2 separate regions of the Mus musculus genome follow, and region 1 is linked to region 2. The links are chromatin contacts, called in public promoter capture Hi-C maps. All regions are on one chromosome and are shown on one strand. Each heading gives the region's core, a stretch centred on a gene start, on an enhancer-like site or on the middle of the called end of the contact. The rest is flanking DNA. Distances are from core to core; before and after follow the strand shown.

Region 1 (6,789 bases), core at 1,781-4,280, 2.0 Mb before region 2:
TAGAGTCTGTCCACACGGTGGAGTCAGTCTCCGAGTTCAAATCCTGCTTCCTCTTAGCTGAATGGGAAAATCATGCCCAAGTTTCCAGTTCTGTGCTTCAGTTGTTCATTTGAAAGATGGTTAACAGAATTGGAAGTACTCAATGACCCATGTTCAGTACATTCCATAATACTTCCCGGCACCATAAACGTTAGCCACTATTATAATTTATTGTTTTTTTTTTTTTTTAAACATCATAGCACATTGGGAGAAGGAGATGCAATTGTATGTCAGGCATTAAGCATTGATATTGCCAGCCATTATGACATTATCAATGTAGTTATCGTCATGTCTGTATTGGGAAGTAGGGGACACAGAAGCTTGGAAAGGGGCAGGGGTGGATCAAGTGTCCCACAGCCACCACCGTCCCCCATTGAAAGGAACCAGAAAATTCGAGATCAAAGTCATTACCGCTTGCCTTGCCCCAGACTATCCCTCTCAATTGAGGACTGCCCTTTTGTATCTCCTGGCCTGCTTCCTCATACTTGGTTTGGAGGTGAGGAAGGGTCTGCAGTCATGGTCCCTTAGTTTCAGCAATGTAGAAGGAAGCATTGAAATCCCAGTGGGCCAGCCAGTCCAGGGTTCAATAAATTCTGGACCTGCCACTTAGGAGCCTTCGACCTTGGACAAGATGTTTTATCTTGCAGAGCCTCAGTTTCCCTCACCGGTAAAAACGCACCTCAAATAATGTCTTCTGAGGGTTGTGTTGGGAAATTCACCCAGATCTTGGAGCCTGCCTGATGGCAGTAGGCACCACAGGGCAGCACTTGAAGGGGCCTTCTTTAGCAGCTGCTTGCTGTAATGTGCCGCCTAGCCAAATCTGGGTCCCTGAGCCTTACTGGGACTGGCAACTGCAGCAGGGCAGGAAGGAAGAAAGGAAGTCGGCTTTGGACATTTTCATACGTGTGTTGGGGGTGGGTGCAGGAAGATAGGCAGGAAATTCTCTTCCACCCCTCCCCCAACTTCCCTTTCCTTCAATTTCTGCTGAGCACCCTCCCATGGATCCAAAGGAACTTGGGATCCTGTCCCACCTGGCTTGAGGTGAGGGGGTGAGAGCAAGAAGTGGGAGCCTGTGCATATGCCTGGGTGGGAAGTGGGCACCTAAGCCAGGCTGGAGGATATTATACTGTTTGTTGAAGACAAGAACAAGATTAGGAGGGGATTTTGAACAGGGCACTCATGAGGGAGAATCAATCTGTATATTATATTTTTGGGTCTTCTTATCAGAGATCCGAAGCGCCCTGAGGATCCCTCTTCTCCCATGCCCTACTTGTTCCCTAACATCGAGGATAGTAAGTGGAGTCCTGTGCTTGGCTTGTGTTTCTCTGCTGTGCACACCTCTCCCGGATGGCACACGTAGAGGGCCCGTTTTGTGCAGCTGACACATCTCCGAGGCGTCTAACACTGAGCTGCCTCATACACGTGTGCACACACCCATGTCCTCTGCTCTTGTACACCCTGCATCTCCCCCACATCTCTAGCGTGACACACCCAGTTATTCTACACAGAGCTCTCTGTCTTATACACATCTACACAGTTTTGGGTGTCACACAACTCCAAGCTCCAGGGTGTTTTAAGCATATGTCCCCAGTCGCTTGGAACTCCATTTTTCCCCCCGATTTCCTTGGGAACACACCCTCCATGGGTTTCACTGAACCACAAGCCCCAGCTCTCCCTTTTCATCCCCCCATCCCCCCCAGTTACACACCCCCCTCTGATGTCACTATTGCACACCTCCATGTGTCACACCCAGCCTCTCTAGAGTCACACCTACACCCTTTTCCATGTCACATCCTAGCACCAGCTTCTACTGGTCCCACTCCACCCTATACACAGCGGTATCCCCCACACAGAACCCCTTTTCCCGGTCCACGAATGTTCTCACGGTTCACACCCAGAGTCCATCCTTTCTGCCTCCCTACACACCCCCCTGCATGTTACACACCCCCTCTCACTGGTGTGTCACAGGACAAGAGCCCCCTCCGGGCTGGTAAGCACCTTCCCTTGGAGGACCTCACATCCGGCTCTCTTTTACACACATACTCACACACCCCTACCCCGTCACATCCATGGTCCCTTAATGTCACATATCCAGGCCCTACACGACCCACCACGGATACACACCTGTCCTAGCCTTCCATCTCTTTCCCCTCCAGTTTTACACACCCACCCTTTCTTCCATGTCACCCAACACACCCACCCAGTCTGTCTCCATGCACGGTCCTGCATACTGTCCACACCCGCCCCTTTCCGGGACAACCCTTGTTCAGGACATCCCCAGGGAGTGAGGCTCAGAAGCTCTCGGTCCACAGGCCTGACTCTACTCCTTCCCCTCCCCCAACCGGGACACGCAAGCCCGAGGGAACACCCCTGCCCCGAAAGGGTCACATCACACACCCCTCAAGGACACACTGGCCCAGAAGGGACCCACGCCCCTCATCCTTGGTTCCCTCATACACCACAAGGACACTTACCACCCCCTCCCCCCCAGCCCCTTTCGTCGCAGACAAAGCTCTCAGCCCCCGGGGCCTCGGCGACAAGAGAAAGGGGTCCGTCCGGGTCCCCATCTCCTCGCGGAGGGGTGCCCCTCCCCTCCCTGAAGCACTTGCACCTGCCAGCCAGGGATGGGGGGGGATGATGGAGGACGGCGATGCCCCCTTCGGCGCGCGATCCCCCCCCACGCCCCACGCCGCGGTCCCTCAGCTTTGCCTCACCTCCCGTGTTGCTGCGCTTGGTGCAGACCACCTCGGGGGGCGTCTCGAGGGGTCTCTTGCGGGAATCCGGGGCCTCGGGCTCCATGGGGGGGGCCTGGGGCGGCGGCTGCTGCTGCTGCGGCGGCTGCGGCGGCGGCGGCGGCTGCTGTGGCGGCGGCGACGGCTGCTGGGGAGGCTGGGGCTGCGGCGGCGGCGGCGGCGGCGGGGGCGGCGGCGGCTGCGGGGCCGCGGAGGCCGTGAAGAGGCCGTGCACCGCGCCGGCGGCCATCATCCTCATGGTGGGGGGGCGGAGGAGGGGGAGGGGAGGGAGGGGGAGGGGAGGGGGCGGCGAGGAAGGGGGAGGGGAGCGGCGGGGAGGGAAGCGGGAGGGGGCTGGGGGGGGGAAGCGCTGACAGAGCTGGAGGACGGAGGGGAGCAGGGTGGAGAGGGTATGGGGGGTGGTCTGGGATGGAGAACTGAGGGGTGGGGTCCTGGTCTCTCAAAGATCACCGAAGCCGGTCACTGAGCCAGTGGGGTGCAGAGGTGTAGACAGGACACCCTCTCTGTACCCTTTCTTGAGGGCTCCCCACAGATGCGAGGGGCCGAGCCCCCCTCCCAAGGCCCTGCTCAGGGCGGGGGGCCGGAGATAAGAAGCGGAGGCGGTCGCTAGTGGGGGCCCGGGGGGCGGCGGGCGAGGGCAGCAGCAGAGACCGGGCTGCTGGTGGTGGTTGCTGGCCCGAGCATCTTCTCAGCTAGGCTCCTACAGCGTCCTGGCCCCTCCCACCCGCGCAAGGTCACGCCCATGGCAGTCAAGGCCACGCCCTTCTGCGCCCCCATTGGTCCATCCTTGAAGCCTGGGCCACGCCCATCACGCTTGGACGCTACAGACCTGACTACCCCCCCCTGCAGGGTATAATAAGGACCGCGAGGCTCCTCCACGCCTTCCTTCCTTACCCTTCACCCTTTTATTTGCGGAGGGGCGTGGCTGGACAGAGTGTAATATAGCCCAAGCTGGCTTTGAACTCACTATGTAGCTCAGGCTAGCTTTGACCTCCTGATTCTGCTGTTTCCATTCCCTGGCCCCCCAAGCGCTGGGATTAGAGGGATGTGCATGGCATCTCTAGCTACCTTTTGCTCCTAATGAGCATCACTTGTGCACTTGCCATGTGCCAGGAGTGGTTCTAAGAGATTCTTACTTGAATCCCACCGGGGAAAAACGATAGGATATACTTTTAGTATTCTGTCTTACAGATGAGGACACTGAGTCTTAGGAAGCCGAAGCAGCCAAGCTTGGCGCTCACTCATGTATCCCACTACTTGACAGTATGAGGCAGAATTGCCTTGAATCTAAGGATAAGCTGGGCTACAATGTAAGACCCTTTGTTTAAAAAAAAACAAACAACCAAATCAACAAGAAACAAAACAAACAAAAGAGAAAAGAAGAGGAAACAATGGGTAGGGGTCAAATGAGAAATGTACCTTCATGTCATCTGACTGTCAGCAAGGAAATTCCCCCTTTGGATGGTCCATCTCTCCATGAAGAGTGGACCTAAGACTGCTGTCGGGCTCCTGCGACTGAAATCAAGTTACAGCAAGTAACTGCCACAGAAGCCTGACTGGCGCTAGGTCCTATCAACGGTACTGACGGCCCACCCACTGAGTGACAGATACTGCCCTAGACCCTGGGACACAGCACAGAACAAAACGGCCTTAGTGCTTTGTAGAGTAAGTATTATCATTCTGGTCACTCGTTAGAAGATTTTGATTTTTCAGATGACAGAATGGAGGCTGCAGAGAGGCTTTTCCAAGGGCACACGGCTAGACAGAGAGAAAACTGGGATTTGGACAGAGGACAAGTCTAATTCCAGAGCCTGAAGCCATAGGAGGTTCTTCTCGGAGTGGGTTGTTGCCAATATTCTGTGTTCTCAGATATATGCGTTTTCTGCTCCCTGGATTTCTGGTCCCCAAGGCTTCCTTCCTTTCTAGCTTGGTCAGAGGCAAGTTTAGCCCCAGAGGGGTCCACGAAGGGGTAACTGTGGCAGCTGGGGGTGGGGGAAGTCTGTGGCACTGGGATCTCCTCCACCCCACCTGCCCCTCCCATGCTATGCTCTCAGGTCTCCAGGACAGTAGAGGCAGCAGATGGCCTGGGGTGGATGAGGTGGACGCCCATCTGTCCCCTCCCCCCATTGTCACTTCAGCCAAGGGGGATGGGAGGGGGTTGTGGTCCACTGCAGACTGGATCCTCCCCCTCTATCTTCCTGGAGGGAGCTGAGGAGCTGGTTGCCATGGAGACGGAGAAGAGGCAAGAGGGGATGCAGGGAAATACTGAGGTTGGGCTGAGATCCACACCTTAGGACCTTAGAATCTCACAGACCCACACTGCACAGATGCCATCTCCCAACATCTGCAGAATTGAATGTGAAGTTCTTCACTAAAATACGTACTCAGTCACACAGGGCACATGTTTCATACTGATTCAGAAAGACTGACAGGAGAGGACTACCGAAACACATCTGTACACACGCGCGCACACATACACCTATAATGCACATTCAGTCATTCAGACCAAAGCCACAGCACAAGCTCCCACGCACAAATAGATAGACGTGTATTTAATATCAAAGCAGGGACATCTAATATCCAAATATGTCCCATGTAGGCGTATTCAGACTCACTGTTCCAAATTTGTTCCCCCAAACCTCCACCCCAGAAGTTAAACATACGTGATTAAAGCAACAAGAAACATACAACCTCGCTTACATAAGGTATACGTGTCAGTGCCATGGGGAGTCTAAACTGAGTGGCTTTCGCTATAGCCTAACAAGCTGGGTGCTGTGCACATCTGGATACAGGACAAGCAAAGTCTGGCATACACAATGAGTGGACCTCAAGGACCACTCACCGACAAGTGCACACAGCACACTTGGGTTGCTGTGTGTTGAGATGCCCCCACCCCTTTCCCCAAGTCATGCCTGCAGTGCCAGTCCCACCCAGCCCTCCCAAACACTCCTGTTTGGACCCACACAAAACAGCATGGTTGGTCGGGCACTCACACTCACACAAACACAAACCTCCTCCTAGATATTTTTAAACCAAGGCTAGTTCTGCTGTCATGGCAACCGCCCCAAACCCATCACCATAGCAACCCAACGTCAGCTTTCCAAGCACCAAATCCTGGGGGATTGTAAGGCCCCAATCAGAGGTAGGTGGAGGGGGCTGCACCCTCTCCCTTCATCTGTGCCACCCCAGTGCTTTCGGGGGGATGGTTACCCAATCTGGACAGGGTCCAGGGACCAGGGCCACTGGAGACCCACACCATGCTGGAGAAGGACGTCTTCAACCTGCTGTATGCAGGAGTTCATTGGTACACAGGTGGGCTTCAAACTGGACACACGGGAGCCTGAGTCTGTCATTGACATGCTGGGTGACTTGGCTATAACCTTACCCTCTCTGTGTCTTATTAATTCAGAAAATGTCCCATCTATGCTTAACTGTAAAGGATCAAACTGTAATTCGGTGGCAAGAAGTCCGTGCTGGGGCTGCTGAGAGGGCTCATCACTTGCCAGCCTGCTTAAGGACCTGGATTTGATCCCTGGGACCCACATTATAGGAGTGGCTACTGCAGGTTGTCTTTTGACCTCCCACTTCCCATCCCCCATCCATGCACACAACACATAAAACATAATTAAAAAAAAAAAGTGAAATGGAGGCAGACATAGTCTAACCTTCCCAGTTTCTAACTTAATGTGAATAAATGCAATAGATTTTCTTTCTCTGAAACAAGCTTGGGGGTAAACAATCTAATCACACAGGGCTGCTGGGAACATGTCCTAACACTGAGGGGGATGGACTGCTGTTTTAAGACTTAACTATGGCTATTTGGTTAGGTTATTATTATGATTTTCCTTTTGCAGAAAAGGAAACAGGCCTGGAGAGAATGCTGCCACCTAGTTACTAAGGCTTTTTAAGGGAGAGAATCTATGACCTTGTGCATGGTAACCAAGAGAGCTAGTGCCGATCCACACCCAAACTGGGGGGACTCTAGGTAGGTGCTCTG
Region 2 (6,013 bases), core at 460-2,959:
CATTCCAGAAGATTCCCATCTTCCTCTGCCTTCCTCAGGACCATGGCGTCCACCTGACGACCTGCCTCCTCTACCTTCACCCTGGGCCCAGAGGTGTCCTTAGCCATGACGGACAGGACTTGAGGAAGGACATCTTTTTTGTCTTTTTTGTCGCCCCAGCCGAGGGTCTCAATCACAGAAGCTATTTTTAGCATTTCCTCTCTGGCAGAGGGGTCAGCGGGGTCTGTATAAGCCACAATAGCCACAAACTCGGGGCTATCCATCACTTCCTTTCCGTGCTCTCCATTTTCCAGAGACTCGCTGTCGGAATCATCTTCATCGTCATCTTCATCTTCGTCATCATCTTCATCATCTTCATCTTCGTCATCTTCATCATCATCATCCACCTCTGTCTCTACCTCCACTGCGGGGGTATCTCTCACAGCCAGTAGCGCGACTAAATCAGGAACCCCGCTCTTTTCGTCTTTGATGTTTAAGCAGATAGACTCTGTCCCAGGAAGGTCTTTCTCTATCTCTTCCTTCTTAGCTTTGTCGGTGACAGTGACAAGTGCCAAGAATTCTCGGGGGCCATCTCCTTCTTCCTGGTCACCCCGAAAGGCCCACTTCTTGGTGAGCTCTTTGGCAGCTGCTTGGAGCGTGGCATACAGGGCCCTCTGGTCTTCATCTACGCTCAGGTCCTCTGCGTAGATCTCCTCTATGACGATACCCAGGCTGTCATCAGAAGAGTCTTCCGACTCACTCCTGGCTCGCCGCCCTCCCCGGCTCCTCTTCTGGCCCTTCTGAGCCGTCAACTTGTGGCTTCTGGATCGGCGCTTGCCTCCCCGACGGCCCCGACGGCCGCTCCTAGCTGCCCCTTCAGAGGAGCCAGCCTTCTTGGCCTCCTTCCCTAATCCCTTGGCCTGGGCTTGGGCCTCCAATACCAGAGGGATGGCTATTTCTCTGAAGTCATCCATGGGCCTTTCATCCAGCAACAGGCGCCTCATCTGCCTAAGGACCCGCGCATCTTGCCCGCGGTCCTTACTCAGGATTTTCCAAATCCCATTCTCTCCCCTAATGTGGATAGGTATGGCAGAGTGATCGAAGTCTGCCCCAAATTCTACAAGGGCTGCCTGAGACTTCTCTTTGGTTACAGCTCTCACAGTCCGAAGCCTGTAGTTGCCCAGGGGCTGCAAGTTCGGACTCAGGGTAGCTTCGATGTCCGCCTGCTGCAGGCGCTCAGGGATGCCCGTGATCAGGAGGGCCCTGTGCACCTCCACTTCCAGCTCCTTACACCAATCTTGCAGAAGGTTCATCGTCATGGCGCTGCCCGGCGGAGGCTAATCTTAGGCGGGAGGGAGCCCGAGAAAGGGGTGGGCTACTGAACACAGGCTAGGTCAATCCCACTCTGGAAAGGCCACCAGCAGGGTGAGAGTCCAGACTCCGGGTTTGGGGCTGTAGGCTATAGCTACCTGCTAGCTTGCCGGACTCAACGGTCTTCCCCCGGGGCAATCCGAGGGTCCGCAGGGGGCTTACGTGTACTTTCTCCGGGCTGTCCCGGGTTGCTCCTCCCTTCCCTTTGTCCCTGACAACCTAGGTGACTGGACACCGCTGGTGGAGTACAGGAGGGCGACGATCAACGCACCTGGTGGGCGTGGGGGTGAGTGAGAGCAGCGGCTCGCCTGTGCTCCCGCGGAGTCTGGAGTGAAGCGCGTACCCGGGTCTAGACGCTCAGCGGGGCCGCTGCGGAACGGCAGCCTCGGTCTGCGCCTGCGCGGACCCAATCACCTCTCCGCCCCCTCCTGCTAGTCCCCGTCTCCATAGTAACACTGCAGGCTGCAGCTGGGGTCTGCCCGGGTACGGTCGCAGCAGCTGCTCTTAAAGGGCCAGGTGGGAAGGAGGGTTTAGGGACTAGTGAGCCAAGAAGGAAGACAAAGTCACTGTGAAAACCACTGAAGGTGATCAGTCTCACTTCAAGGGATAGACAGACACCTCCTTGGAAAGAATAGAGGCTTCCACCAGGGTCATTTATTCTGGCTTTGTTTTTTGAAGCAAGGCCAGGCTAGCCTTGAACTTGCCATGTAGCCAAGGATGACCTTGAACTTCTGATTCTCCTGCTTCCGCCCTCCTGCGATTACAGGCCTCAGTGGTGTCTAGCCTGCGCTGTTTTATTAATACGTCTCTGGGGCTCGGGGCCAGGGTTTTCTGCATGCTGCGTAAGCACTCTACCAACCGAACTACATCCTCATTCCTGCGGGACAGATAGACCTCTGATTAATAAAGCCCCAAATCAAACTGTCCTTTGGAGGTGTAACCTCACACGGGCTCTATGTTTTACCGTATCCTCAATAGCAAGCAGAAACGCCCCGGTCAGCTGTCCTTTATGAGCCAAGGGGTATCATTTCGGGTGTGTGGTACTCAGTATGTGGGTACCAGACTCATGGAGACCAGCTTCACTCATGGATGTCCCTATATTCTGCTTCTGAAACGGGATCTCACTTTGTAGGCCAGTTTAGCCTAGAACTGTGTAGCTCAGGTTAGCCACAAACTCATAGAGATCTGTCAGCCTCTGCCTCTGCCCTCTGCCCTCTGCCTTCTGCCTTTGCTTGCTGAATGCTGGATTGACGTTGTATGCTAGCACACCTGGATCCTTTTGGGGTTTGGTTTTTGAAACAGGATATCACTATGTAGCCCAGGCTAGCCTCAAAGTCCTGGTAATCCTCCTGCCTCAGAATGCTGGGATCATAGGTGTGAGCCACTGTACCCAGATATTCCAAATTTTTTATTTTGAAATTTTTGTTTTATTTATGATTTGTGTGTGTGTGTGTGTGTGCATATGTACGATGCATGTGCGGTGGGGCATGCCTGTGCACAGCATATGTATGGAGGTCAGAGGACAACTTTTAGGTCAGCTCTCACCTACCACCATACCCATGGTCCATTGCTTTAAAGGCCCTTGAGCTGCCTGTCCCTCCCTCTATGAGTTGAATAGACTATCTGTTGGATTTATATTCTATCCTTATTGCTTTCTCAGCAGCAACTTCGAGAATCTTCTAGAACTTTCCCTGATCTGTTTGCTTCTCTGTGAAATGGTGACAGCCATTGTTCCTTTTCCTAAGGGTCTCCTGGAGACCCCAGCCCATGAGAGTGAGGGGAGAGAAGCTGGCTTAGTTGCCTCTCCTTGAACAACGGCTGTGTGTGCTGTTTATCAGGCCTGAGGTTACATAAGCATTTGTTAAATAATAAACACGAACAGAACAAAACCACCTTGGGTTCCCCCCATCCTCTGGCTTTGTTATTTGCTTTGTCAGTAAAGAAAAAAAAAAAAAAAAGGTTGATGGCACAGTTCCCATGGCAACCGGGCACTGTGCAAACTGCTTACCTGTTCTCCATTTCCCCTGCTCATGTCCCTCAGACAGAAACGCCATGCTAGCCTCAAATGCAAAATGCCTGTGTGATGTGGCATTTTACAGCAACCATCATTAATTAATACAAAGCCAAAGTGAATTTTCTGAATATCTTATCTAACCCCAAAGCTTACATTATCTCCAGATCGACTTGGGTTCCAAAAAAAATTTTTTTTGTTTCTTTCACTGTGTGTGTGTGTGTGTGTGTGTGTGTGTGTGTGTGTGTGTGTATGTGTGTGTGAACATGGAGGCACTAGAGTGGATCCACAGGACAAGATGAAAAACCTAAATCACATACGTTTTTACATCTGCTGTGGACAGCTGTAGGGAAAGCTCACATGGAAATGAACACCATATAATGAACTAACCCATCTTTACATATGACTGAGGACATGGGAGATGGCTCAGCAGGTAAAGGGCCGACTGCCACACCTGAGGACCCAGGTTCAATTCCTCTAACCCACACGTACATACAGCAGCCACTCATGAACTCTCATGAACACACACTAACAATAGTAGTAAATAAAATTTAAACTGTGTAGTTAAAAGAACCAGCCGGGTGTGGTGGCGCACGCTTTTAATTCCAGCACTTGAGAGGCAGAGGCAGGCAGATTTCTGAGTTCAAGGCCTGTCTGGTCGACAGAGTGAGTTCCAGGACAGTCAGGACTACAGAGAGAAACCCTGTCTCAAAAAACCAAAAATAAAAACAAATACAAAAACACCCCAAAAGAACCTTCAAGATGCCACCGCGGGTTAAGGCATTTGTCAGCAGCCTGCTGACCCGCAGAACGGAAGGAGAGAACCAGAAATCATCATCATGGCTGGATGACGTCTTCTGACCCCACTTACGTGCCAAATATACATGTACCCCAGACACTCACAAAACAAAGTAAATAAATGATCAAATAAATACATGTAAAAATTTTTTTAAAAATATATAAAGTGTGCAACTCACTGCTCACATAGTGATGCACACCAGTCAATCTGCATATACTAGCTTGAAATCCAGGGGTCGGGGTGGCCACTTAAAGTCTTTTTAGATTGTTCTGTCTGGCCTGGAAGTCTCCTGCCTCTGCCTCTCCAGAGTTAGGATCCCAGGTATGCAAAGTTACATCCAGCCTAAGTCTTTGTAATTTCACATTTTATTGTTCTGTTTGAGGTACGTAGCCCAGGCTATCCTTGAACTCCTGAGCCGATGTCCTTACCGGGCATAAGAGGCGTGCACACATGTACCACCAAGCCTGGGGTTTGGTTTTGCTTTTTTGTTTTTCTTGTTTGGGTAGAGAATTAGGAAACCAGAAACTCCCAGAAAGTAGGGTGTGGTAGAAGAAGCAGAGGCTCTTGTGGGTGCAGAAGACCCAGAGCATGGGATAAGGATAGACTAGAACCTTGCTTCCCTAAGCAAAGGATTAAGTGGGGGCCAGCCAGGAGCATCCAGAGCCCCACAGGTATGCTTTCCAGAGCTTCCCTGGACACTTCCTCTGCAGTCCTAACCTCTCTGGATTCAGGAAGGACCTGTGACTGGCCAAGCTGCAGCCCCTGAGGTTCCCATGGAAACGGCTGGGAGAAAAGAGCATATAAAATGTTTTTTGAAATTCTTTTCTAAGTCCTATGTTTAAGGAAGGAAAATAACGAAGCTGTGTATGAGGCCACAGGGCTGGCATGCTAACACCTGCCACCCTGTCATGGCAGGAGATGGAGGAATGGGAATCAGGAATTCAAGGACAGCTTTCACTACATACCAAACCTGAGCTATGAGTCTCAGACTGTAAAAAAAAAAAAAAAAAAAAAAAAAAAAGGAGGGAAGTTGCTGGGGAGATGAGTTAGTCAGAAGTTACCACATAAGCTTAAAGAACTGACTTTGGTCCCACAGTACCTATAGAAAGGCTAGGTCCACTGTGCACACTTGTAATCTCAGTGCCAAGGAAGCAGAGACACAAGGATCCTGCAGCACTCTGGGCCAGCCAACCTGGCTGAATCAGTGAACTCCAGCTTCAAAGAAAAACTTCGAATCAAAAAGCAAGGTAAAAGGCCAGTGAGTTGGCTCAGTGAGTAGTGAGGCTTGTTGCCAAGGATCTGTGTTCGATACCCGAAGTCACCTCGTAAAAGAGAAAGCTAACTCTTGCAAGCCCTCCTGTAACCTGGCGTGCACACGGATTTCTGCACATATAAATGTAATGATCTTAAAAGATTTGGTTTTTTAATTAAAAGTGAATAAAAGTGGAGAGCGATTTGAGGAAGATACCTGACACCAACCTTTGACTTACACACACACACACACACACACACACACAGAGTTGCACAGTGGAGCAGGGAAGAGGGAGGAGAGAAAGAGAACATGCCAAAGTCATGGCAGAGTAAGAATTCTAAAACAAAAACACTAGCTGCCCTTTTCACTGCCGATCTCTTCCCAGTGTTGAGTGGAATTTTCCAGAGCCTGCGTGGTATTTGCTATCACAGCTGACAAGGAAGGAGTAGGTAGGCGGGCTGTGGAGTGACACATGAATGAGATTTGCAAAGCCTCCCAAGAAATTGTCCCCTCCCAAGTAGGCCCAGGGAAAGGCACATAAAGGGGGGTGGAAAGTTGTAGAAGCTGAGGATGGGGAGGAGCGAGCGCCAGAAACGCTGTC

Evidence for each region. Promoter capture Hi-C pulls out the DNA fragments that hold promoters and counts their contacts.
Region 1: a promoter capture Hi-C map of second pharyngeal arch cranial neural crest shows a contact between it and region 2. The contact joins the promoter of Nova2 here to the promoter of Pnmal2 in region 2. A contact is called at or near these places in 10 of 39 promoter capture datasets (the HPC-7 cell line, cranial neural crest, embryonic stem cells and 6 more), 1 of 15 datasets of contacts at CTCF or cohesin (stem cell-derived epiblast-like cells), 1 of 484 Hi-C or Micro-C datasets (embryonic stem cells), 12 of 115 datasets of contacts at active chromatin or transcription factors (astrocytes, embryonic forebrain, embryonic hindbrain and 5 more) and 1 of 9 other capture datasets (embryonic stem cells).

The regions. Positions count from the first base shown.
Region 1 is chr7:18,922,129-18,928,917 of GRCm38.p6, reverse strand. It overlaps Nova2 (NOVA alternative splicing regulator 2), which reads right to left and starts at 3,030. Exons shown (of 4, transcript NM_001029877.3): 1 at 2,754-3,030. The coding sequence starts at 2,838.
Region 2 is chr7:16,940,378-16,946,390 of GRCm38.p6, reverse strand. It overlaps Pnmal2 (PNMA-like 2), which reads right to left and starts at 1,709. Exons shown (of 1, transcript NM_001099636.2): 1 at 1-1,709. The coding sequence starts at 1,298.